Linked DNA regions of Mus musculus: regions 1, 3, 4, 5 and 6 are each linked to region 2. A link is a contact called in public ChIA-PET and promoter capture Hi-C data. All regions are on one chromosome and are shown on one strand. Each heading gives the region's core, a stretch centred on a gene start, on an enhancer-like site or on the middle of the called end of the contact. The rest is flanking DNA. Distances are from core to core; before and after follow the strand shown. Region 1 holds the start of Snx33 (sorting nexin 33). Region 2 holds the start of Edc3 (enhancer of mRNA decapping 3). Region 3 holds the start of Commd4 (COMM domain containing 4). Region 4 holds the start of Pml (promyelocytic leukemia). Region 5 holds the start of Ptpn9 (protein tyrosine phosphatase, non-receptor type 9). Region 6 holds the start of Man2c1os (mannosidase, alpha, class 2C, member 1, opposite strand).

Region 1 (2,955 bases), core at 314-2,813, 780 kb after region 2:
TTTTTAATTTGAGACAGTCTTGCTATGTATCTTTGGCTGGCCCAGAACTCAGAGAGATTCACCTGCCTCTGTCTCCCAAATTCTGGGACTAAATGTGTCCACCACCACTCGTTTGTCTGTTTGTTTAAGAAAGGGACTGGAGTCCAGCCTCCAATTCATGACAGTGCTGTTTCAGCTCCCGGTTTGTTTGGTTAACTTTTGGTAAGATCTTGCTAGATGTGGCACAGGCTGGCCTGGCACTCACTCAGTCTCCCGTGTGTGTCATCACGACCAGCTGTTATCCTTCATAGGGAGTCAAAGTTTATGAGTTTTGGAGTCAGAGGTCTAGGAGTCATGACCCTCAAAACAGCCAAATGTCCCAACCTTCAGCAGCACTACTTTATACCAGTTAATCAGCAATAAGTAAGAACAATAGTAACCTGGAGGTAGGAAGCCCTAGCAAGATTGGGTAAATAAGGCTCTAGGGCTCCAAGAGGAAGAGGAGGTGTGTGTGTGTGCGTGCGTGTGTGTGTGTGTGTGTGTGTGTGTGTGTGTGTGTGTGTGTGTGACAGAGAGAGAAAAACAAAGAGAGACAGACAGAGACAAGACAGAGAGGCAGGGGTTTTCTATGTATCCCTAGCTTTCTGGAACTCATTTTGTAGACCAGGCTGGCCTCAAACTCATGAGATCTGCCTGTCTCTGTTAGTGCTGGGACTGAAGGAATGGGTGACCACGGCTTGGAAGGTTCTTGATATGTGTTCCACTTAGGCTGGGATCAGTGCCTTCCCAAGCATTTTGCACGACACTGGCCACACTAGGCTGGAACATCTTGCTTCTCTGTGAAGATACTTATGACCTTCCAGACGATAATCTTAGTTTCGGTTAATTTGTTGTTTGGAATATAAACTTAATGATGGGACAGACAGTGTGAATTAAAAACCACAGCAGCAATCCAGCTGTTATATTCGCTCCAGAGTTCAGCACAACTCCTGTCTTTAGTACACCTAGTTTTGCCTAATGTGGAGGGTCGAATCCTGGAAGCCTAAAGGCTATTTACCAGACCACTCCTCTCTCCTTGCTATTTGCTGCTGGCCTGGAAGGAAGATCTGGCTCCCGCGAAAGGACAAAGCAACCCAGAACCCGCCTGTGCCTAAACTTGCAACTTGTCACTGAAGAAGTTACATGGTCTTTGGCACCCCACCCCCACACTCTGGGAGCTGCGGAAGGCAGGAGGGCTCCTCTCCCTATCTTGCTTACAGCATCGGTTATCACCTGCGGGATACCAGGGTCACAATTTGCTGCCTACACCATCTGAGAACAACCCGGGAGCTGTGTTAGCCCCTAGACAGATCGAAGTACGCGTGGCGGGAAAGGAGGTTGGGAAAAGGGAGTCCGCAGCTCTGCTCCCCTGCAGCCGAGGCGGTTCTCCTAGCCTTTATAGCTCCCTCCTTGCCACTGCGCTCCGCAAACTTTCGGAGTTTTCCTGCACTTGCGTCACGGAAAAGGCAGATGGATGACCAAGTCCAGGAGGCGAAGCTCGAAGGCGGCTGGCGAGCTCCCCCACGCGGCGATCCAATCCGAGCGAGAAGCGGCTCTGGGCGCCGGCAACTGGGCTGCTGAAAGCTCGCAGCTCCCCGACTCCCGGGTCCATTTCCTGGATCCCGGCCACCGGGACTGAACCGGAGAGAGGGAGGGCGCCCGCCAGAAGGAAAGTGAGCGGAAGGCCGGCGGTGGCACCCTGGCCGCGGGAGGGCGGAGCTGTGCGGTCCCTGACCGGCCAGGACGCACGGAAGTGCGGTAGAGTTTGTTGAATTCCGTAGCCTGCTTTCCCTCCCTCATACCTCCCTCCCTCTCTCTCCACCCCTCACCTCCCCTACTGCTTTAGCCTCCTTCCTCGGAACGCCATCTCCTGGACTCCTCCCCCCTTCTCTTTTCTTTCTTTCTTTTTCTTTTTTCTTTTTCTTTTTAGTTTTTTGAAGGGAGGGTGAATGTTTGTTTTGGACTTGGCTTCCTGCTGGCAGCGCTGAAGGGCTGCGAGTGAGGGGCAAAGAGGCAAGAAGCTGGGGCTCAGCTAGTCCCTCTCGGGTCGGATCCAGAGGGCATCGCGGAGAACGAACCTACGGACGGACTGACAAACACCCGACTACGCCATCTGTTCGACAGAGCTCTATCTACTGACTGCTGTTGAGTGTTCCGGGGCACATCAGGGGCGGGGGGTGGTGATGGTGGAGGTTTCTCCTAGCGTTACTTCTGGACAGGGGTTCTGAGACTCTGATCCGGGTCAGCTTCATACTCTGAAACTGCCGAGGAATTAGGCAAACAAAAGAGGCACTGAGTGAAAGAGGCCAGAAGTTCTTTGCGCTGCTTGTCGCGCCCCCCCTTGTTATCTGGGGGCGGGGGCTGGCCATTTGCAGGGCGGGAAGAGGGCACCAGAGCTAGCGAGACGGGGTCGCACCCCCTGGGTCGAGTAGTTTTCAGCCGGTTGTGCAAGCTTTGGCCCTTGTTTTCCTGGCCTGGCTCTTTTGGAGGCCGGACACATCCACCCTTGGAATTGGTTCAGGACTCTGCTGTTATTCTCTTTGCCCCTCTTGAATTTTCTGGATTCTTGAAGACGCGGTGGCCCGGGAGGAGAGAGGAAGGAGGAAGGAGCAGATCTCCAGAAGAATGTGAGAGCCTCCCAAAGCCGGAGCCAGTAAGAACGGAGAGCCAGAGGAGGCAGAACCTTGCCTGCGTTCCTGGGACCGTGGTCTGAGGGTAAATCTCTTCTGTTGTACAACACTGTTTTAGTGGAAAGTGTGTGTCTCGTTCTGGTTCTAGCAGAGCTGCTTTCTTCAAGTCATTTGACTTTTCTGCTTGGTGTGTGAGGAGGGAGAGACCCGCTCCTTTCCAGGGGCTGCCAAGGGAGAGGAGAAAGACTGTGGCCATGACCAACCCCTCCCTGCTTACAGGCAGATACCCCAAGGCAGTTTCTGGACC
Region 2 (3,250 bases), core at 216-2,715:
TAAGCATCAATGAATTTAGCCAGTCTACTACTATAAACATTGGAATTATTTCAAGTTCTGAGTTCCATTTTAAGTAGCATTTTATATGGGTTCTTGTTAATATTACACAGAAAAATCTGAGATGAAACTGCATTTGCCTTTATTAGAAACTGTCAGTCAGGTGTGTTGTGTACATCTATAATCTCAGAAGTCCAGAGGCTAAAGCAGGAGCATTACTCGGTAATAGGGGACCCAAGTGGCCAAATGTCTCAGTAACATCAAAACCAGTAATCCTGGTAGTCAAAGAGTGAAGGCCTTTAATCCCAGCACTCTGGAGGCAGAGGCAGGAGGATCGTTGTGAGTTCCGGGCCAGTTTGACCTACACAGACAATTCTACAGGTTCTCACTATGTAGCTCTAACCTAGAACTATATACTGAGTGCCTGTCACCAAAAAAAGGTCATTCTTTGCAACTACTTTTACTTCAGAGAAACCAAAAACTAAGAATTTTGTGCCCAAACAAAACAGATACATCATTCTCTTTAAAAAAACAAAAATCAAAAAACAAAAAACTGGGTTCCACCTGAGGGTTCCAGATGAGCCACGAATAACTCGGGGATAGTCATTTTGATTGTGGAAAGATTAAGGGTCCTTTTAACTCTGCAACGGGGAGACTGAAAATCAACTAAAGTTGATGAAGACTATTCCTCCAACACACCCCAACACTTAAAACCACAGATCAAGTATTACTAATATCTGCAGTCACAACACAGAAAGGATAACTGCGGCAGTGCATCGAGGGCAGCTAAGTGTGCGTGCGCTCTGGCAGGGCATCACTATCTCTAGTCCCACACCCCAGTCCTTCACAAGTTACACAAGTTCTCATCTACTATGAGGCACTCGCACGACTGGCTATTAACCTCACTGGTCAAAGAAAATGAAGGCAAAGAGCAATGGCTCTTTGAGAAGTCACAGTGGCAACCAAAGCGGGCTTGAGACAGACCAAGCCGTTATTGCCTCCAATCCGAATCCTTGGGCTATACCTAACCCAGTGAGTACCCCACACGCCCGCACGCGCGCACCCCCACAATTTCTGCGCGGGCGCGCGCGCGCACACACAAGGTTCTTGAGCGCGCACGCATATACACACACACACACACACACACACACACACCCGCGCACACACACACACACACCCGCGCGCGCACACACACACACACACACCCGCAGCTCCTGTCCGCCAATATAAAGATCTACAAGGCCGGGAAGCCTGCAGCCTAACAAGCAAACCGAGCTGACCACCCGGAAGCGCCAGCCAACGGGCACCCGCGAACACGCAGCCTTCCTCGTGCTCACCTCCCCGCCGCCTGCCCCCGCCTGCGCTGCACAGCACACCAAGACGACCTCGCTCGCCAAAACCCCACCGAGGGGCTTCACGCCCACCGCCACAGACACAGAAGCAGCCGCCACCTCCGCCGGAAACGCCCCCGCGTCTCGGCCTACCCGGAGTGATGTCACTTCCGTTGACACAGGGCGGAGCCAAGGGGCGGGGCTCCCGGGAAATTTGAGAGCTTGGGGTAATGTTAAGGGTTGATGGACAAGGCAGCTAAGATGTTTTCTGTGTGTGAAATCTGAGTGGAGTAAGAAAGAGAATGGGAGGAAGGAACTATGCTGGCTAGTTTGTCAAATTGACACAAGCTAAAGTTATCTGAAAGGAGGGAACCTCAAATGAGAAAATGGCTCTATAAGATCTGGCTGTAAGTAAGCCTATGCAATATTTCTCTTAATTTGTGACTGAGTGGGGAGGGCCTAGGCTATTGTAACTGGGGCCCTCCCTGAGCTGGTAGTCCTGGGCTTTTTTTCCTGAGAAAAAAGGCTGTGCAAGCATGGGGAGCAAGCCAGTAACCCACACTCTTCAGTGGCCTCTGTACCAGCTCCTGACTCCAAGAACCTTTCTTGATGAATAGTGATATGGAAGTGTAGCTGAATAAACCCTTTCCTTCCCAAATTGATTGTGGTCATGGAGTTTCATCTCAGCAATAGAAATCCAAACTAAGATAAATTGGTACCAGGAGTGGGGTATTGTGAACAGACCAGATCATGTTTCGGAAGGACTTTGGAATTTTAGGCTAGAAAAGCCATGAGAGCTCAGTGAGCTGTTCTGTAGGAGACTGGAAGTTAAGAATGTTGAGAGCACTGCAGATTGCCTGGCTTGTGAAGTTTCGGAGGAAAATTTAAAGACTATTGGGGCCATTTGTTATTTTGAATTAAGATTCTGTGGTTCCAGCCGGGCGTGGTGGTGCACGCCTTTAATCCCAGCACTCGGGAGGCAGAGGCAGGCGGATTTCTGAGTTCGAGGCCAGCCTGGTCTACAAAGTGAGCTCCAGGGCAGCCAGGGCTACACAGAGAAACCCTGTCTCGAAAAACCAAAAAAAAAAAAAAAAAAAAAAAAAAAGATTCTGTGGTTCTGGCTAGGTGGGGCTGGAGAAATGGTTGCGCTTAACAAGAACTACATAGTGAAACTTTTGCCTTGCTGAGATACTCAATACTGTTTGACTAGAGGTGAGAAATTAGTGGTGCTTACGAAAAGAAAAACATTGTTGAGGTGAAATCTCTTTCATTTTTTCTTCTTGGTTTTTCAAGAGAAGGTTTCTCTATGTAGCTCTGGAACTTGCTCTGTAAATCAGGATGGCCTCTGCCTCCCAAGTGCTGGGATTAAAGGCATGCATGCACCACCACTGAGCATGGTTAAATCTTATGGGGAGTATTTCTGAGCACACCAAGAAAGAAAGAGAGAGGGTGAGGAAGGAGGGAGGGAGGAGAAAGAAAATAAGAGAAAAGAGAAGCTGGAGAGATGGCTCAGAAGTTAAAAGCATTTCCCACAACTGTCCATAACTCCAGTTCTAAGGGATCTAACACTCTCTTTTGACCACTGAGAGGACCAGCATGCTTATGGTGTACATACATACATGCAGGCAAAACATTCAATACACATAAAATAAATCCAAAAACAAAGTTAGAAATGTTTATGAGCTCATGGCTTCAAACACACTTGAGGGGTTTTAATTTATGGGAAAAAAATTTTAGTCAGTTTGTTGCTATGCAGCCCTAACTAGACTCAAACTCAAAGAAATCCTCCTGCCTGCACTCTGAAATTAAAAGCATGTGTCACCAGACTCCGTAGAAATTATTATCAATACCCAAACTGTGCTATCCTCAAGACTTAACTTGTTCGAGATTGTTCAGCATGACTGAGTCTTTCCCTGGAGTCT
Region 3 (3,057 bases), core at 265-2,764, 550 kb after region 2:
GACACACTGTGACACACTACAGCTTCCAAGTTGAACTTTTTCTTTCTTTCTTTCTTTCTTTCTTTCTTTCTTTCTTTCTTTCTTTCTTTCTTTCTTTTTTTTTGGGGGGGGGGTGTTTGTTTGTTTTTTTTTTCAAGACAGGATTTCTCTGTGTAGCCCTGGCTGTCCTGGAACTCACTTTGTAGATCAGGCTGGCATCGAACTCAGAAATCACCCTGCCTTTGCCTCCCAAGTGCTGGGATTAAAGGTGTGTGTCACCACCGCCTGGCCAAGTTGAACTTTTTCTGTGCTTGGTTGTTGTTGTTGTTGTTGGTAGTGGTGGTGTGTGTGTGCTTGTATGTGTATGTGTGGTTGTGCTTGTGTTTTATTTGGGGAAGAAGGGTGGATATGAGGGAAGTGGAGTGCATGATGTGAAACTCCAAGAATCAATAAGGAGTTTTAAAAAACAGCCAGACTTGAAGGAGATATGAGGAGGGAGGGTACTAGTAACATTCTGGGTTTGTTTGTTTTAATCTGGTTACTGGTTATGTTTACACGGGGGTGAGGGGTACAGTTTATGAAGATTCTTTTAGCTTCACCCTTACATATAATTTCCTGCACGTGCATCATATTTTTAATAGTGTCTTATTTATGTTCATTAATATATTTTTGTTTTAGTGTATAGGTGGGTGATTTGGGGTGTGTGTGTGTGTGTGTGTGTGTGTGTGAATGCCCCTGTGTGCACATGGCAGTCAGAGGTCAACATCATTTGCTAAGTGTCTTCGAGCTCCACTCCCCCACCCCTACCTGTCCAACCCGGGCCTCTTACTGTACTAGGAGCCCACAGATTAGTTTGACTAAGAGGCTGGTGAGCTCTGGGGATCCACCTATCTCTATTTACACCCCCTAGTCCAGAGTTTTACATGGGTGCTAGGCACCTGAAAGGTTTAGTGTGTGTGTGTGTGTGTGTGTGTGTGTGTGTGTGTGTGTGTGTGTGTGCTGCAAGCGTGGCCATACTTGTGTCGAGAACGATTTTTGTGAGTTGGCGCTCTCCTTCCACCTTTATACAAGGTTCCGGGGTTCGAACTTGGGTGGTACTCTAAGCCATCTGGGCAGTTTTAGGTTTGGAGTCTCACTCTGTAGTCCAGGCTGTCTTAAACTTCTGATCCTTTTGCCTCACAGCCTCTCAAGTGTTGTTATTTCAGATGCGTGCCCTCACGCCCTAGGCAGTCAGTAAGATTTTCATTAAAAAATATTTTGTCATAGTCCATAGTTTTTTATAACGGTATTGCTTAAGAAGGAAACCGTGGAACCCACTTCAATACTCGTGGATCATGGGATCCTCCCTCCAAGTAATTAATGGAATTATTTCCACCCATCCCCTTCTGTTTAGATAATCCCGGTGAAACGCTAGAGGCTGCTTGTTCCTGGAGGAATATGCATTCTCAATTGGTTACATTAACGGTCCGCCCTCCCTGTACCAGTAGGTGTCATGTGATCACAGAGTCAGCTGACCTGAGTCAAGCCGGAAGAAGCTCTGGATTGGATCTCCTGACATCATGGTGAGGGATTGGGAAAGATGGGAAGTTGGGTATCGGGCGACAAAGGGGTTCGGTGGTTCTAGGAGCTTAAGGAGACAATCTTCACTGGCGCCTGCCTGGGCGCGGCGGAACGTCGGAGTCTGCAGGCGCAGCCGCGTTTCCTCGCGTCCATCCCTGGGCCGGAGGGTCCCACCTCCCGGATTCTCAGACTCTCCACGGCCCCCAAGGGACCTCCCTGGGTCACCCACTTCCCTGACTGTCGGGTCACAGGACGAAAACATGCTTAGGACTGGTTAGGAAGCCTCTCCTCGCTTTCCTGAGCGAAGGAGTGGTTTTGGGATTGGGTTAAGCTTTCTGATTCATAATCCATTCATTCAGGAGATGCGTGTTGAGTGTCCAGCCCATACAGGCATCGGGATTCGAGCTGCAGAAGGGGAGGGCAAGTCAGAAGCAAGAATTGGCAGCCGTAGGTCTTTCTCCAACTGCAGAGGCTTTCCTGAACCGTGAGCGCAGTGTTAGGACTCTTGAAGATGCAACTCGGTGAAGGGTAATTTGTGTTACCCGGATGAGAAGCGGAGGCAGAGAAAGAATAGCCTCAGACAAGAAACAGCCGTGCAGTCTCTGAATGAGCCAGGCTCCTTGAGAGTGCCACATCCTGTCGCGCTAGAGCTTGGTGAAGATCAAGCGAGACAAGCAAAGATTAAGTCTCACTGGGACTTGGATCACTATTATCAAAATAGCGAGCATTCCCTCTGGCTGCCCAAAGTGCTTTGTTAACTAGGAGATTATGGGAAGTGGAATCTGGTGCTGTAGCTCGGTGGTAGATGTGCCCGAGGCCCTGACTTTGAGCCCCAGCACTGCCAACAAGCCTGGAAAAACCTAGGACCAGGAAGGGCCCAGCAAAGGTGAAGGCAGAAGTGGGGCTGGGGTAACAAGGAGAATCGGGCAAGTTGTTGTGGCTGGAGCATGGTAGACACTTAAGGAAAATTGCCACGGATGCAGAGAGTAAAAGTCAGAACGAGGTCAGGTGGCAGTGTGGGCAGAGTATTCACAACAGTCTGGACATAGGGGACAACAGGTGACCAGACAGTACTCATTCCTGGCCACACCTCAGCCCAACCGCCAGCCTGCCTTCCCACGTTACTCTCTTGCAGAGGTTCCGGTTCTGTGGCGATCTGGACTGTCCCGACTGGGTCCTGGCAGAGATCAGCACACTGGCCAAAATTGTTAAGTGCACTGGTTTACTTAGGGTTGGGAGGAGAGAGGCTCAGGGTGGAAGGAGGAGATTGGGACTGGGAGCTGGAAGCGGGCTGGGGTGGTGAAGGAGTCTCCCTGAGGATGGGGCCTCATGCTCTGTTACCTTGGTCACGTGGCTGGCCCTCCTTCAGCCAGTCCCCTAGCAGTGAGGGGTAAGGTTGGTCAGTCTGGCTGAGACAGGGACATCCTTTTCAGTCCTCTGTGAAGCTGCGACTGCTGTGTAGCCAGGTGCTAAAGGAGCTTCTGGGTCAGGGGATTGATGTGAGTACTGGGGCAGGGG
Region 4 (2,949 bases), core at 360-2,859, 540 kb before region 2:
GGCATCAGATCCCATTACAGATGGTTGTAGCCACCATGTGGTTGCTGGGAATTGAGCTCAGGACCTCTGGAAGAGCAGTCAGTGCTCTTAACCCCTGAGCCATCTCACCAGCCCCCTAGAAACATTCTATTAGTATCTCAGACTTCAATATGATAACCATTGACATTCTATTAATAGATGTTACATCACATAATTTAAAAAATTGAGGAAAGAAAACACAAATATTTGTACACAATATAACTGATCTTGGCCTAATTTTTTAAAATATTTACTCAAAATATTTATATGAGTACACTGTAGCTGTTTTCAGACACACCAGAAGAGGGAATCAGATTCTATTACAGATGCTTGTGAGCCACCATGTGGCTGCTGGGAATTGAACTCAGGACCTCAGGAAGAACAGTCAGTGCTCTTAACCGCTGAGCCATCTCTCCAGCCCTTGATGGGCTAATTTTAAAGGCCAAGGGATACTGGTCAGCTTAGATGTATGGCCTCCACAGTCTCCAGGATGTTGGGTCTCCCTTTAGAACCCATCTCACCACAACTCTAAGTTTACAAAAGCAGGAACCTGTTACCATCCCTTTTAATCAGTTTCACATAGGAACAGAGAATAGGCACATAGGGGCCAGAAAAGTGGGTGGGAACAGACTGAAGTTAGAAGCCAAAGGCACTGGCCAATGAGAGTGTCAGCAGGTGTGTGTTTTCCTCACCCACTAGTTTCTGGATTGCTTTTTCTTGGTCAAAAAGCTAACTTTGTATCTCTTGTTTTCTTCACCACTGCTGGCCAGCTCTCCCCTTGCCTCCCTGTTGTCTACCTCTGTACGATGCACAGTCATCAGACCCATTCAACGCTGTTCTGTCACCACGGTCCTTCCACTGACTCAGAACTAACTCTGTGTCCCACAGTTACTTCTCATAGGCCACCTGCCTCAAGGTCATTCAAGAGACGCAGCTGACACGCTGTAAGAAACCCTTCACCAACTCTCAGATCATATGTAGAATCGGTCCATTTCTCACCGTATGATTCATCTCATCTTCTCTGGTATCACTTCGCAGGAGCCCCATCTTAAATCTGAAAATGGCCCTGACTACTTCCCAAACTGGCTCTCCTGTTTCAGACCTCCACTCCTTTCCAAGTGTTTGTCTCTCTTTAAAATGTCTGAGCAGCTCTGAATTCCTGGTCATTTTCTATCTCATGCTCCATTCTCAGCTGAGGGATGCCTTTCCAGGCAAACCCATCCCAGTACTGAGTCGAAGTCTCCACTAGGGTGCACTTGGGAGGCTCTCTCAAAGAGGAGTTTATTTCTCTACCTGGCTTTTAACTAGAAAGACATATAGCTGTGGAATGAGTCCAATAGCTCACAGACAGGGAAAAGCCTGTCAGCTCTGTTTCTCTCCTGGTGTGCATGCTGCGTACGTGGCCGGATCTTTCCTTGTTCTGCTAATGAGCCATGCCCGCATGCCGGGCTTGTTTACTTGCTTGTTTGGTTAACCTTTCTGACTCTACCAGAGTTACTTCCATAGCTCCCTAGTCTTTCTCTTAACTTTGGAAGGGAGATTATAGAACCAGCCTCTCCGCCCCTAGACCCGCCCAGCCCTGTCTCACTTCCTCTCGGGAGGCGGGCTCTCCTCGGGCAATCTCTCGCTCAGTTTTCTGGCTCAGATCTGAGACCCATTTCCCGCCTTCACAGACCTAATCAAGAAATGGAAACTGAACCAGTTTCCGTGCAGAAGGTACCTGCACCCCCTGGATCTCCCTGTCGACAACAGGACTCTGCCCTGACCCCCACGCCCACCATGCCTCCCCCAGAGGAACCCTCCGAAGACTATGAACACAGCCAAAGCCCTGCAGAGGTACTACTGGGTTAGAAGGTGTAGGGCTATTAGGTTTTTTTATTCGTTTACTTTGGTCGAGGAGTTGAGGATGAAGAAGGTCGTTATAGAGAAGTAAGTTAATGGGTTAGTGTCCTAAAGAGACACCAAGGTCCTGACCCTCCTGGCTGGGCAGAGGTAGAACTGATAGCCTAGAGTAAAATAGGAACAGGGGCCCGGCGGTGTGGGGCACACCTCTAATCCCAACACTTGGGAGGCAGAGGCAGGTGGATTTCTGAGTTCAAGGCCAGCCTGGTCTCTACAGAGTGAGTTCCAGGACAGCCAGGGCTACACAGAGAAACCCTGTCTAAAAAAAAAAAAAAAAAAACCGGGATGAGTTGGATTGTAACTGGGGATAGTTGGATTGTAACTCCTACTCCCTGAAGCCTTGCCTGAAGCGCCTACCTCAGATGAAAGACTATAGTCCTGTGGAAGGCCTGGCCAGGAGTCTTATTTGCTCTGGCCTGGAGCTAAAGGCATGTCCCAGACTTGGCAAAACTATAGTCGCCCTCCCTGACCCCCACACCAACACTTCCCGTTTTTCAGCTGTGGTTGCACATCCCAGGAGCAATAGTGCTTGGGATGGTAGGGCTGGAGGGAGGATGACAAGTTCCAGGCCAGCCTAGGCCACAAAGAGAGTTCAAGACCGCTGAGGGCATCACAGCAAGACCTGTTTCAAAACAAAACAAACAAACAGACAGAACCTGGCTCAGACCAAAGTGCCTGCTAAGACCAACAGGATTCACACAGCTGCTTTCTCTTTTGATTTTCATCAATTTATTTTATGTGTATGAGGTTTAGGGATTTATTTTATTTTATCTTTTGGAACACAGGGTCTCACTCTGTAGCCTTGGCCGGGCTGGAGCTTGCTTTGTAAGCCAGGCTGGTCTCAAATTCATAGAAACCACCTGCCTGCCTTCTGAGCTCTGGGATTAATGTATGCGCCACCAAGCTCATTTTCCTAAGGAAGCCTAGTTCATGGCCTTCCTGGGAGTATTGCCTCAACCTTCCATACTCACCCTGGAAGGAACTACCTCCATCCCATTATTCTTCACTCATTTTTCCCTTCACAAAAAA
Region 5 (3,200 bases), core at 423-2,922, 710 kb after region 2:
TGTCTCACCTTTTCCTCTTTCATTTATTTTGTAAGGTACAAGCAGATTATGGCCATATTTGAGCACAGCTTCTGTTTGGATATGAGCAGTGCCAAGGAGAGAAGAGCAAGAGCCCAATCCGTGGGGTTCTGAATCTCATCTAGTCCGTGTTTCCACAGCTGGAATATGGGGGGGGGGGTGTAAAGTTATAAGAGCGCTCGCTAGGCTTCTCGCTTACAGAAACCCCTCAAATGATAACGCAAGCTACTACTTTCTGGGAATTTAAGATCTCAAGCTTTAAAAAGGGACAATGGAACTCCAGTGTGGGCTTCAGAAAGATGGAGACTGTCAGATGAGGTGGGGGCAGGGAAATGGGGACGAGGGTAAGAGCCTAGCCTGGGAAAGCAGAATAGGGAGGTCAAGGCCAGGGACTTGGGGAGCTAGAAAAGGAACAGATCTTTCAGGATCTGTCCAAGTAGGCCCGTCACAGCAGTCTGAAAGCCTGAAGGGCTCCTTTGAGAATCTGGGCCACCTCTTTACCAGCGCTACCTCCCCCCATCTTGGGAACGGAGACAACCACCTAGGAATCCTCCCCCCAAATGGCTTTCCTTGCCCTTGAAAACAACGGACCCTCGAGAAAAAAAAAAAAAAATGCAAACGCTTCCAGAGAGTAGAAGGGCCTGGGACAAGGTGTCCTGCAGTCATCCAGTGGGGAGCCCGCCCCAGTTCGAGGAACTTTAATATTCATTGAAATGGAGCAGCACGGACCCCCCCCCCCCCGGAAGTCTCGAAGCATAAGAATCTCAGAGCCAGGGGTCCCACGGCTCCGGGGCTGGGCTGGGCGATGGCCTGGGGCGCGGTCTCCGGCCCGGGGAGGCCAGCCCGCAGGCCTGAAATGCGAGCAGGAGCCGCTGAGGGCCCGGGGCGAGGAGCGCAGCCCGGCGAACAGAGGCCGGCCTAGGCCTCGGAGGCTCGGACACACCCACCGCTGCAGCGGCGCTTACCTGCTCCTCCTCGGGGGTCAGCTCCGGCGCCATGTCCGGCCGGGGCGCGGTCGCCGGCTCCATCCCGCCGCCGCCGGGGCAGGTCTGGTGGGCGAGCGCCAGAACCCGCTGCACTCGCGCTCCGCTTCTGTGGCCCGGCGCCTCAGCAGCTCTCGGTCGGCTCGCGCATGGTGCGAGCGCCCGGCGCCCGCGGCGGCTGCCAACGCCGCTCCTGCTGGCCGGGGAGAGCCCGCTGTCGCTCCCCGCGGAGAGGAAATGCCTCCTGTTTGCTTCACTCCTTTCCTCACGCCACCCCTCCTGTCCTGAGGAGGAGAAAGTGCGGGCGAGGAACTAACAGCAGTTCGAGGTCTGCTTGGCTTTCTTTCTTTTTTAGGAGTCCACAACTTTTACAGCCACCGCGAAGGCGCCTGGCGGGAGTTGGAGGCCGTCGGCCTTCCGAGCCGCTTAACCCCCGGGGCAGAGCTCGCCGGCGCCTCGAGACCGCCCAGCCCGGGCGTCCACGGGGATGCGGGCCCTGCGAACTGCTCCGTGGCCTCGCGGCCCAGTTCCTCAAAAGCCGCCGCGGAGACAGGGAGGGCGGGCGCGAGCGAGCGAGGAAAAGGCGTCCCCCTCCCGGCTCAGGGCCAGCGCTGCGGCCTGCGCCGCGTCCGCCCGAGCCCCCCACGGCTCCATTGAGAAACTGAGCATCTCATTCACAAACAGGAGCCGGGGAGGGCCGGGCCGGACGGGGACGTTGTCCGAGAGGGGGAGACAGAGAGGAGCTGGGAGGAGGGGAGGCTGAGCGGAACGGAGCGGCGCGGCGGGGGAGGGGCTGCGGGGACGAGAGGCGACTCCCCTACGGGAGCGGGAGGGAGACGCGACTGGGAGTTAAAAGAATCCAAAACTGCGCGAGGACCGGTGCCCTTCCCGGTATTCACGGGCGGCTTCTACCTATTCGTGGTAGGGTCTGAAAGGTTGCCTGTGAGGTCCAAGATGCCTCGGATCTGACAGATAAGCAAGGGCCGCATTTCTTTGCTCAATGAATGTATCCTGTAGTCCAGCATCATTGTAGCTAATTGTAATCGGGTACAAAGAGAGAGTGAGGAAGAGACAGAGAGAGACATCCTGTTTCAGAATTCATTCAGGAAGCCCACAGCCTTTGCAAATGCATGATTTTACTCTAGGGTAAACAGCAGAGTCTGGGTCTCTCAGGATAGGAGCATTGAGAAGGCAGGGCTGGGCCTACTGTGATTTTTTTTATCATGTTAGACCAAAGATAAGTATTCTAGAAGGATTTCAAGAAATCGGAGTGCCACAACTAGTCCCCCCAGGACTGAAGTCCAGAAAGAACCAGGGGATGGGTCTTCGGAAAAGAAAATGCTATAGGTTTTGATGCCCATCTTGGAGAACTTTTTAAAAAATAAATTATATATATTCTTAACTCCATTTTGGCACCAGTGCAATAGCAGCTTCAGGGTTACCTCTGCTAAGTTTTTTCCTTTGTGTGTGTGGAGGGTCAGGGGGCCAGGAAAGACAGAGTTTTGAGAAAGGATCTCTATGTACCCCTGGCTGTCCCAAAATTGGCTGTGTAGACCAAGCTGGCCTTGAACTCACAGAGATCTGCCTCTTGAGTGAAGGAATTAAAGGCATGTCCATGCCTCCTTGCCCCTCAACTATGTTAGTTTGTCTTTTGCCACCAGTAAAATGAACTCTACGCTGAACTCAGGAACCTACTCAGGAGTTGGTTTCAGTATTGAAACTGGAAGACAGTCTATAACAAGTCTATCTGCACACCAGACACTGCACTATGCACTGGAGTTAAAATAAGACAGTATAAGATAATGGAAGATGTATCAGGAAGTAAAATAATGAAGACACTCAGGGACTCGCGTGATGGGTCAGTGGTTAAGAATACTGGCTGACCTTGGAGTGGATCTGGGTTCAATTCTAGTACCCACGTGGTAGTATAGAACTTTTAAGGAGCATGTGATGTATAAACATACATCAGGAAAAAAAAAACACCCATACATGTTGTACTGGCTAGTTTTGTGTCAACTTGACACAGCTGGAGTTATCACAGAGAAAGGACCTTCAGTTGAGGAAATGCCTCCATGAGATCCAACTGTAAGGCATTTTCTCAATTAGTGATCAAGGGGGAAAGGCCCCTTGTGGGTAGGACCATCTCTGGGCTGGTAGTCTTGGGTTTTATAAGAGAGCAGGCTGAGCAAGCCAGGGGAG
Region 6 (2,842 bases), core at 131-2,630, 580 kb after region 2:
AACCCCATGGAGTGAGGCAGATATATTAATACAGGTCTATAATTCTAGCTACTTGGGAGGTCCATGGTAGAGAATAACAAGATCAAGGCTACTATCAGGGATCATTCAGCAAGACCCTTTCTCGAATTAAACGGGAGGTGGGAGATGGATTAGCTCAGTGGTGAGAACATTTGTCTAGAATTTGTGGTGGTTCTGGGTTATATTAATTAAAAAAGAAGCCCAAGGAGTTTGAGATAGATTGGTTCATCCTCAGTGTTCAGTTAGGTGGGTGCCATCGAAGAGAAGAAAGTTGGATAGGGCTCTGACTTCTTTTTTTTGTTTTGTTTTGTTTGTTTGTTTTTTTTTTGTTGTTTTTTTGTTTTTTCGAGACAGGGTTTCTCTGTATAGCCCTGGTTGTCCTGGTGCTCACTTTGTAGACCAGGCTGGCCTCGAACTCAGAAATCCACCTGCCTCTGCCTCCCGAGTGCTGGGATTAAAGGCGTGCAGCACCACGCCCGGCTAGGGCTCTGACTTCTTTTAGGACCCAGTTACTGGACTTTGAAACGGAAGCTGCATGGACCAACAAAGAAATGTCTTAGTTTTTTAAAATCTATAATGGATATAAAGTGTCATCACATAGCATTACAAAGATTAAACCTGGTATGACATTTAACATTTAACATCTGGGGAATGTGAAGTGCAGTTAAAAGAAATTCATTATTCATGGGAAGATAACTTAATACCTTACTTTATATCATTTTAGAATGATTTGAAGTTTCCCCCAATACATATGTACTATACACAATAAAACTAGCTTATGAAAACTGGGGATTTATAACACTGGTGTCCAAATTCTGGTGGCTTACAACCATCTGTAATGGGATCTGATAACCTCTTCGGGTGTGTCTAAACACTGGCAATTTCCTCAGTTCCGAAATCATGAAATTACTCTGGAGACCCATTCATTCAGCTGTGGCTTCTCCAAAAACCAGGCTAATCTGTGGCAGTATCTGGCTCTAAGAGAGGACACCTCACCTGGACAGGTTCCCCATCACGCCAGACAAGGCTTTCTCCATCGCTTTCCCAGCAAAGATGAACTTCCTGGCCCACCCAAACTTCAGGGATGACCAGTTCTACCCGAAACCAGCAGGTCCACCATCTGTAAGAGAGCCATTTTGATGGGCCTAGGAGTGGAAACCCTCGGCTTTAAGATGTTCTCCATGCATGTGCAGCATCAGAGAAATGGTCAAAGAATAAAGGGAAAGGGGGAGAGGCAGCAGGGATGAAAATACTCAAGTGAAGACGCCGAAGGATAAAGGAGCTTCTCTCAGCAGAGGGCGCCACTCTGCTATCTAGCAGACTAGGGTTTGGTCGTGGGGCGGAGCTTCGCCAAACTGGGCGTTACCCACGTGGGTCCGAAGCTGTCGCCGACCTGCGCAGGGCTGAAGTTCTGCTGCACCGCCTTCTCATAGGGAAGCCTCTCGGGCGTCAGGAAGCTGGAGAGTGTCACCGAGCAGCTGTCCCCGAAGAGCCTGGGCAGGAGCAGCTGATGGGCGCATGCTCGAAGCCGCCCCTGTCCCACCCGTGAGCCAGCGGATGGCTGGGGAAACGCTCTCCCTTGGCTAAGGCCGTGAGGACTGCCTGGCAGCTCAGCAGCACAGACCAACCTCTACCGTTCGCTCCCCAGCCCCTGGCCTGGCAGTGGCGGGAACTTTGTTCCGCGGCCCGGTTGGCCACGGCCTGGGTTTCCCTCCGGAAGGGAAGGGGAGAGCGCGCGGGTGTGGTAGGCCAAGGACCACACCTGCCGCGAAGGTTACAGTCGGTGAAGTAGATCGGGGACACGAACTTCTCCACCCGCTCGAAAGTGGTGCGCCAGTGCTTCAAGAACGGCGCTGCCGCCATGGCGATGCGCCTTCCCTCCCCGGAAGATCCTTGGTGCTGCCGGCTCGTTGCACCGCTTGGAACCAAAGGTTCCGGCATCCAACCAGCTTACAGACCCGAGCAGCTTTTCTGGGAACACCACGGCTTTTGCAAGAGGCTGGCTCTGGGGAGCCTCCCAGTGAAACCCGGAAGCTGAGCCTTCGCGGTTCTCACCTCAGCCTTGCTGTCAGACAGCTGGGTAAATTATTTTAAAATACAATGGTAAGTTTGAGCTGGTGGTGTGGTTCGGTAGGGAGAGTGCTTGCCTAGGATGCACAAAGTTCACAGACCAGGAAGTGTAAATTGGAGTAATCTGCGACAATGTAGCGCCTTTGAGTACAGCCTGAGCTACTTGGTATTCTGAAGGAAGGGCTAGGGAGGGAACCCCTGGAAGGGCATGGGAAAGGTTTAGTTTTCCATTCTCTTCACTTACTCAAGCATTGGTAACTGCATAATATGAAAAGCGCAAGGCTACTTCGGGTGTTTTCAGAAATACAGAAAAGGGGCTTTGCACACCAGTAATCCTCCATTACATTACATGCATCACCGTTGCCCATTACCCCAATGTCCAGAATTTTGATCTAACGCAGGTCAACAAGTGCAAGGAAGTTTGAATGCTAACCTCCAGCTTTAACGTTTGCAGGAGTCTGGAAGAAAATAATACAGGAGGAATCTAACTAGCCTGCTTTAATGGAAATAACCAGGTTTACATTCCAAATGCAGGTTACCCAGAAAAATGATCAAGTAAGAAATATACAATGCCAATTAAAATAACTTGTCAAAACTTGAGCAAAGTCCCTTGTTTTATTGGTCACAAGGACTTTTTCTCCTAAAAGGGCCCTGAAATCTTACCCTGACCTGCAGGGAGGTGCAGTACATAGTACATAGGTAGCAACTGCCAAGGCTGCTGCTGGTCAGACCCATGCTCCCCATCCTTCTAGGC

The links. Promoter capture Hi-C pulls out the DNA fragments that hold promoters and counts their contacts. ChIA-PET counts read pairs in DNA pulled down with a chosen protein or histone mark. Capture Hi-C pulls out chosen DNA fragments and counts their contacts.
Region 1: a contact with region 2 is called in a promoter capture Hi-C map of neutrophils, with 4 times the contacts expected there. The contact joins the promoter of Snx33 here to the promoter of Edc3 in region 2. A contact is called at or near these places in 3 of 39 promoter capture datasets (3T3-L1-derived adipocytes, neutrophils and pre-B cells), 1 of 484 Hi-C or Micro-C datasets (B cells), 3 of 115 datasets of contacts at active chromatin or transcription factors (T-cell acute lymphoblastic leukemia, pancreatic cancer cells and pro-B cells) and 1 of 9 other capture datasets (liver).
Region 3: a promoter capture Hi-C map of pancreatic islet shows a contact between it and region 2. The contact joins the promoter of Commd4 here to the promoter of Edc3 in region 2. A contact is called at or near these places in 2 of 39 promoter capture datasets (both in the C10 cell line), 5 of 115 datasets of contacts at active chromatin or transcription factors (the 230-238 cell line, T-cell acute lymphoblastic leukemia, double positive thymocytes and 2 more) and 2 of 9 other capture datasets (liver and pancreatic islet).
Region 4: a contact with region 2 is called in an RNA polymerase II ChIA-PET map of memory CD8 T cells, with 16 read pairs. The contact joins the promoter of Pml here to the promoter of Edc3 in region 2. A contact is called at or near these places in 3 of 39 promoter capture datasets (erythroid cells, hippocampal neurons and pre-B cells) and 2 of 115 datasets of contacts at active chromatin or transcription factors (memory CD8 T cells and pancreatic cancer cells).
Region 5: a contact with region 2 is called in an RNA polymerase II ChIA-PET map of memory CD8 T cells, with 19 read pairs. The contact joins the promoter of Ptpn9 here to the promoter of Edc3 in region 2. A contact is called at or near these places in 2 of 39 promoter capture datasets (neutrophils and pre-B cells) and 1 of 115 datasets of contacts at active chromatin or transcription factors (memory CD8 T cells).
Region 6: a promoter capture Hi-C map of erythroid cells shows a contact between it and region 2, with 4 times the contacts expected there. The contact joins the promoter of Man2c1os here to the promoter of Edc3 in region 2. A contact is called at or near these places in 4 of 39 promoter capture datasets (erythroid cells, hematopoietic stem and progenitor cells, neutrophils and 1 more), 1 of 484 Hi-C or Micro-C datasets (B cells), 4 of 115 datasets of contacts at active chromatin or transcription factors (the 230-238 cell line, large pre-B cells, memory CD8 T cells and 1 more) and 1 of 9 other capture datasets (macrophages).

What each region holds. Positions count from the first base shown.
Region 1 is chr9:56,926,979-56,929,933 of GRCm38.p6, reverse strand. It overlaps Snx33 (sorting nexin 33), which reads left to right and starts at 1,563. Exons shown (of 2, transcript NM_175483.5): 1 at 1,563-2,955.
Region 2 is chr9:57,706,784-57,710,033 of GRCm38.p6, reverse strand. Edc3 (enhancer of mRNA decapping 3) reads right to left here and starts at 1,465. Exons shown (of 7, transcript NM_153799.3): 1 at 1,335-1,465.
Region 3 is chr9:57,156,756-57,159,812 of GRCm38.p6, reverse strand. It overlaps Commd4 (COMM domain containing 4), which reads left to right and starts at 1,514. Exons shown (of 8, transcript NM_025417.2): 1 at 1,514-1,541; 2 at 2,675-2,746; 3 at 2,973-3,038. The coding sequence starts at 1,539.
Region 4 is chr9:58,248,446-58,251,394 of GRCm38.p6, reverse strand. It overlaps Pml (promyelocytic leukemia), which reads left to right and starts at 1,609. Exons shown (of 9, transcript NM_178087.4): 1 at 1,609-1,854. The coding sequence starts at 1,705.
Region 5 is chr9:56,993,440-56,996,639 of GRCm38.p6, reverse strand. Ptpn9 (protein tyrosine phosphatase, non-receptor type 9) reads right to left here and starts at 1,672. Exons shown (of 13, transcript NM_019651.2): 1 at 984-1,672. The coding sequence starts at 1,046.
Region 6 is chr9:57,129,828-57,132,669 of GRCm38.p6, reverse strand. It overlaps Man2c1os (mannosidase, alpha, class 2C, member 1, opposite strand), which reads left to right and starts at 1,380. Exons shown (of 2, transcript NR_102289.1): 1 at 1,380-2,121; 2 at 2,543-2,688. Man2c1 (mannosidase, alpha, class 2C, member 1) reads right to left here and starts at 1,893. Exons shown (of 26, transcript NM_028636.2): 1 at 1,781-1,893; 2 at 1,389-1,511; 3 at 1,015-1,138. The coding sequence starts at 1,881.